2 separate regions of the Sus scrofa genome follow, and region 2 is linked to region 1. A link is a contact called in public Hi-C data. All regions are on one chromosome and are shown on one strand. Each heading gives the region's core, a stretch centred on a gene start, on an enhancer-like site or on the middle of the called end of the contact. The rest is flanking DNA. Distances are from core to core; before and after follow the strand shown. Region 1 has its middle 9.6 kb from the start of PDE6C. Region 2 overlaps FRA10AC1 (fragile site, folic acid type, rare, fra(10)(q23.3) or fra(10)(q24.2) candidate 1).

What was found. Hi-C and Micro-C count contacts between places; a contact is called where the count stands out from the background.
Region 2: a Hi-C map of liver shows a contact between it and region 1, with 4 times the contacts expected there. The contact joins two enhancer-like sites. A contact is called at or near these places in 1 of 5 promoter capture datasets (liver) and 9 of 47 Hi-C or Micro-C datasets (embryonic fibroblasts, fetal liver, fetal skeletal muscle and 2 more).

Annotation. Positions count from the first base shown.
Region 1 is chr14:105,000,925-105,003,907 of Sscrofa11.1, forward strand. No RefSeq gene overlaps it. Among named protein-coding and RNA genes, the nearest start is that of PDE6C, 9.6 kb to the right of the region's middle. Within about 2 kb of position 1,332, at least 3 of the 83 cell types and tissues checked have an H3K27ac peak or open chromatin away from gene starts, as enhancers often do. A contact at or near this core is called in liver, where this site is marked.
Region 2 is chr14:105,129,863-105,132,942 of Sscrofa11.1, forward strand. The region is part of intron 13 of FRA10AC1 (fragile site, folic acid type, rare, fra(10)(q23.3) or fra(10)(q24.2) candidate 1); the gene reads right to left. Among named protein-coding and RNA genes, the nearest start is that of FRA10AC1, 38 kb to the right of the region's middle. Within about 2 kb of position 1,404, at least 4 of the 83 cell types and tissues checked have an H3K27ac peak or open chromatin away from gene starts, as enhancers often do. A contact at or near this core is called in liver, where this site is marked.

The DNA.
Region 1 (2,983 bases), core at 82-2,581:
CCCGCGGCATATGGAAGTTCCTGGGACAGGGACTGAATCTGGGCTACAGCTGTGACCTATGCCACAGCTCCAGTATCGCTGGATCCCTTAACCTACTGCACTGGGCCAGGGATCGAACCCATGTCTCCGCAGTGACTGAACTGCTACAATTAGATTCTTAACCCATTGTGCCACAGCAGGAACTCCTGTTTGACTTTTTTTGTTTGTTTGTTTGTCATTATAGGGCTGCATCTGAGGCATATGGAGGTTCCCAGGCTAGAGGTCGAATCAGAGCCTACACCACAGCCACAGCAATACCAGAGCTGAGCCACGTCTGCGACCTACACCACAGCTCACTGCAACACCAGATCCTTAACCCACAGAGCGAGGCCAGGGATCGAACCTGTGTCCTCATGGATACTAGTCAGATTTGTTTCTGCTGAGCCACAACGAGAACACCTAACATTTTTATTTTTGAGAGAACGAGTTGATGGCTGTGCCTGGGGGGTACACAGCCCCTGAGCTGGGCTCTTGAGTGGGCCCAGCACTCTGCCCATTATAATACAGCTAGGAACCCAGCTCCTTATGCTCTGAGGGCCCTGATGTGTGAGCCCCTTTCATTATCCCCTGGAGCCCTTCCTGGGAGTCTTCCCATTGGCCTCTGACTGGTGAGCACAGCACAGAGGGAATAGACCCTGAGTGCATCGTTCAGGGCCTCCTGTCTTCCTAGTGTCTCAGCAGGGCCACAGCTTTGGTGACTCAGCCCTCACCACACACCCCCCAACCCCAACATATGCCATCTCTCCTTTTGGGACTCGTATCCCTGTGCTCCTGTTTCCCGGGAAAGGAAGGACCCTGTGCTCAGAACGTGTCCTCATCATATCCTCACAACATCAGTGATCCTTCTCTCAGAATTTCCTTCTCTTGTGTATCATCTCCTCTAGCCCTGCTTTTTCATTTCCCCTCTCTCTTTTTTTGGTGTAGGGAGGGTGGTTGGAGAGAACACTAAGATAGTGATGGCTCGTTCCCTCCCCTTCTGGCTGTCCACACACTTCACAGCCCATTCCAAGGACTTTGCCTTAGACAGCAGAGTATCTGGAAGACACACAAAAGCTCAAAATTTCATTTTCATTCATTCACCAATGACTTAATTATTAAAAATGTTTTAAAGCATCCACTATGCATCAGGTTCTGAAACAAGTAACAGAGTTGTACATTTATCAATCCCTTGCTCTGTGCTAAAGGCCTGAGAGTCATTATCTTTACACGGACCCATGAGGGAGGTGGTGTTATTGTACAGATGAGGAAACAGATCTAGAGAAATGATGTCACTCGCCCCAGGGAGCACAGCCAGTAAGCTACGGAACCAATCATCCAACCTTGGAGGCTGCTGTCCACGTGCCAGGCATTTCCTGCCAATGTTCATGGCGGGGCTTGTGGTGGCCCGTGCCCAGATTTTCCTGAGTCAGCACCTGCACAGGCAGCGAGAGTGCATGGCCCCCAGGCCACGGGGAGGAGCAGGAAAAGCAGAACCCTCAGCCCTGGGTTCCTGGCCACTTACGTGTGTCATATCTTGGTGGCTCCTGAGGAGGAATTCCAGAATGTTCCCTCAAGTTCAATTCTGCTACTGTGTGTCTTTACTCAAAGCTGTACCTTTGGGAAGAGTCCATCCAAGGTCCCTGGGATGGGAGTTTGGAACCTGGGTCTGCTCCAAGGGGCCTAACCAGCCAGGCGAGCTGGGCCCTCTCCCTTTGTCCTGCTGAGCCCTTCTGCTGCCTCATCTGTGGAGTGGGAGACTACGTGGTCTGCCCTGGGTAGCTGCCCTCAGGAGGAGATGAGAGCATGAGCATCAAAGGGCCTTTTAATTCAGAGGTCTTTCCTCGTATACATCCATGCATCCTTATTACTGTCATGGTCTGGGCCGGTGTGCCTGGACCGAGTTCTCCTGGAGGCCCAGAGCAGAAGTTCCTTCAGGAAGTCACAGGTCAGGAGAATGTTTTTCTGTTATAAGTCTCAGTAAGTCACATAGGGTTTTTATGTAGGTCAACCTTTTTACATAGAGTTGTTCCTTTTCTTTTTTGGCCACAGTGTGCAGCATCTTGATGTGCGATCTCAGTTCCCAGAACAGGGATTGAACCCTAGGCCGCAAAGGTGGAAGTGCCAAGTCCTCACCACTAGACCAACAGGGAACTCCCCAGGGTTGTTCTTTGTTTAAGTACTCTGTCCTACAAGAAAAAAAAAAAATGTTTAACAAAAATGTCAGCAGAATGGGGGTTCCCATTGTGGCTCAGCAGTAGTGAACCCAACTAGCATCCATGAGGACAGAGGTTTGATTCCTTCCCTTGCTTAGTGGGTTAAGGATCTAGGTGTTGCTATGGCTGTGGTGTAGGCTGGTGGCTATAGCTCCAACTTGACCCCCAGCCTGGAAACTTCCAGGCTGCAGGTCGGCCCTAAAAAGCCAAAAAAAAAAAAAAAAAAAAGTCAGCAGAACAAAATCTAACAATTGAAAGTGGTTGTATTTAGCCTTGTGGAAAATCAATGTGGTCTATATTGTTCTGGTTTCACTTTAGACCAGTGGAAAGTGAAGGAAGGGCTTCTGGGAGCCATTGCTGGAGAGCAGGTGTGGTTGGGTGTGTCCCCCACCTACAGTTGGTCACCTGGCAGTTAAGAGGTGTGCTAAATACATCATGTGGCAACCAAGTGCATAGGGGGAACTAAAAGAACACAGAAATAATGTTCCAGGAAATTTTAAAATGTGTATTACAAAATCGTGGGCATACCCTGACCCTCAGTTTGTAAAGTATCTATATGCCTACGGACAGCCTCGGACGTACAGAAAAAACACTGGAAGTCTATATAGCAAAGCTTCATGGGGTTATCTCTGCATGGAAGAATGATGGCCACATTTATTTTCTCTGAGGTATTTCTTGTATTTTCCAAATCTTCCTGTTTTACATTCAGAAACATAGAACGAATAAAGAAAAAAAAAAAAACAGTGATGCAA
Region 2 (3,080 bases), core at 154-2,653, 130 kb after region 1:
AAATACTATACAGCTATCAAAAACCCTTAGCATATCTATATGTATTATCACAGAAAAATATCCATGCCATATCAAATTTTTAAAAAGTTACAGAAAGCAGGGAGTTCCTATTGCGGCTCAGCAGGTTAAGAATCTGACTAGTATCCATGACGATGAGGGTTCAATCCCTGGCCTTGCTCAGTGGGTTAAAGGATCCATGTTGCTGTGAGCTATGGTGTGGGTCGCAGATGCGGCTTGGATCTGGTGTTGCTGTGGTTGTGGTGTAGTCCAGGAGCTGCAGCTCTCATTTGACCCCTAGCCAGGGAACTTCCACATACTGTGGGTGTGACCCTAAAAAAAGACCCCCTCCCAAAAAAGATTACAGAATGCAAACATAGTATAATCTAACTGGCAGTTAAGACATTATCTATATGTATATACAAATATACAAAGTATTATTAATATGTGTATATGTATATGTGTGTGTATATAAATAAGTTTGTAAGGAAAACCAAACTTAACAGTGATGGTATTACCTGTAGGCCTGGGATGCTTTTATTCTTTAAGCATTTCCATTTTTTTGTGTGTGTGTGTGTTTGAAAGAATAATTACATACTACCTTTAAAGATCAGTAAATACAATAAAGATACTTCTTTTTTTTTTTTCTTTTGACTTTTTGCCTTTTCTAGGGCCGCTCCTGCAGCATATGGAGGTTCCCAGGCTAGGGGTCTAATCAGAGCTGTAGCTACTGGCCTATGCCAGAGCCATAGCAACGCCAGATCCAAGCTGCATCTGCGACCTACACCATAGCTCACGGTAATGCCATATCCTTAACCCACTGAGCGAGGCCAGGGATTGAACCCACAACTTCATGGTTCCTAGTCGGATTCATTAACCACTGAGCCACGAAGGGAACTCCAAGATACTTCTATTTTTAAGATATAACAAGACATGTTCCAAATGAACCACCCTATATTAGTCAACTAAAAATTATCAAATACTGAGTTCCCACCATGGCGCAGTGGATTAAGAATCCAACTGCAGTGGCTCAGGTTGCTGTGAAAGTACAGGTTCAATCCTCGGTCTGGGGCCTGGCACAATGGGTTAAAGGATCTGGTGTTGTTGTGGCATAGGTTGTAGGTGTGGTTTGGATTTAATCCCTGGCCTGGGAACTTCCATATGTCGTGGGTGTAGCCCTAAAATTAAAAAAAAAGATTCCTTAAAAATTATCAAATATTGAAACATGTATTATGCAACAATAAAATTATATGTCACAAAGTAACTGCATTAGCAAATAATTCCTCTCCAATAATGACCGTTAGTCAAATAAGAATGGATACAAATTTGCCCTGTTAATACAGAATGTCCCTTAGTCAAATACAACACAAAAATAAAGCTGCATTGATTTGCCACAGTGTAGACTAGCCTTTTACTTGCTGGACTTTGATCCTTGAATCAACATGTGTGTCTGAACTTTGGTCCTAAAACAATCTATTCTAGCACAAATTCTAACAAAAACAGCAAAAAGGGGAGTGGGGGGAGAAGAGAGTTTTACTTCTAATGATCCACACACAAAGATGATAAAGTCATAGAACTTTAAGGACAAGATTCCTGCTCAATGACGGCCAGCACTGGAACTGCCAGTGTCTAAAACTGAATATGCAAAAACAAAAAACATCTCCTACTCTTATTTTTAGGAAAAGTCATTGAGATAAAGAAAGCACAGAAAAACTAAATAGGCCTAATAAAGTTATCACTATGGTATTAACCTGTTAATGTCAGAGAACAAACCTACGAGGGCTTTGAAAGTGGGTAGCTAATTTCAAAAGGCCTTATACCTTTTCTCTTGCTTCCTCTTGAGAGTACTTCCCACATGCCAGCTTTCCTACACCAGTTTTCTGATACTAGACGATCCAGCTTTAGTAAAAATACAATCAATTCAGAATAACTTTATAAAATAGCGCTCTCTGAACGAGGACATGCTGAAAAAGTGACCCAATATTCTCAGGGAATCAAATCTACAAGATTAGACTATACGACTTTAAGGTCCCTTACTGCCCTATGAACCTATAACATCTAAATATGAATCTAAAATATCTAGTTCCTTTAGGGTTACAGTAACTATAAATAATTTCTTTGATAACTGCTACAACTGTCAGAGGTGGAAAGGGTATTGCTAATGAAATAATTAGAAGAATGGGCAACACAAAATGATGCTTGCATTTGCATCAGTGTCAAATCTACACAATAATTATTGGCAAGTGGGGATCAGAACTTAAGTCACTGACTCTCTGTGTTGAAAGAGGATCTCAGGAGTTCCTGTCGTGGCGCAGTGGTTAACGAATCCGACTAGGAACCATGAGGTTGCGGGTTCGGTCCCTGCCCTTGCTCAGTGGGTTAACGATCCGGCGTTGCCGTGAGCTGTGGTGTAGGTTGCAGACGCGGCTCGGATCCCACGTTGCTGTGGCTCTGGTGTAGGCTGGCAGCTACAGCTTCGATTTGACCCCTAGCCTGGGAACCTCCATATGCTGTGGGAGCGGCCCAAGAAATGGCAAGAAGACAAAAAAAAAAGAAAAAAAAAGAAAGGGGATCTTGGAGGTCCAGCCCTTATCCAATGAATGAAATGTCTTATTTAAGTAGAACACCTCCAAGACCTAAATAGACACTTCTCCAAAGAAGACATATGGATGGCCAACAGGCACATGAAAAAATGCTCAACATCACTAATTATTAGAGAAATGCAAATCAAAACTACATTGAGGTACCACCTCACACCTGTCAGAATGGCCATCAGTAGTAAGTCTACAAATGACAAATGCTGTGGTGTGGAGAAAAGGGAACCCTCTTACACTGTTGGTGGGAATGTAAATTAGTACAACCACTAGGGAAAACAGTATGGAGATACCTCAGAAAACCAAATATAGAACTACCAAATGATCCAGCAATCCCACTCCTGGGCATATATCCAGACAAAGTATTCACTGAAAAAGATACATGCACCCCTGTGTTCACTGCAGCACTATTCACAATAGCCAAGATATGAAACCACCCAAATGTCCACTGACATATGGATGGATTAAGATGTGGTATGCATACACAAT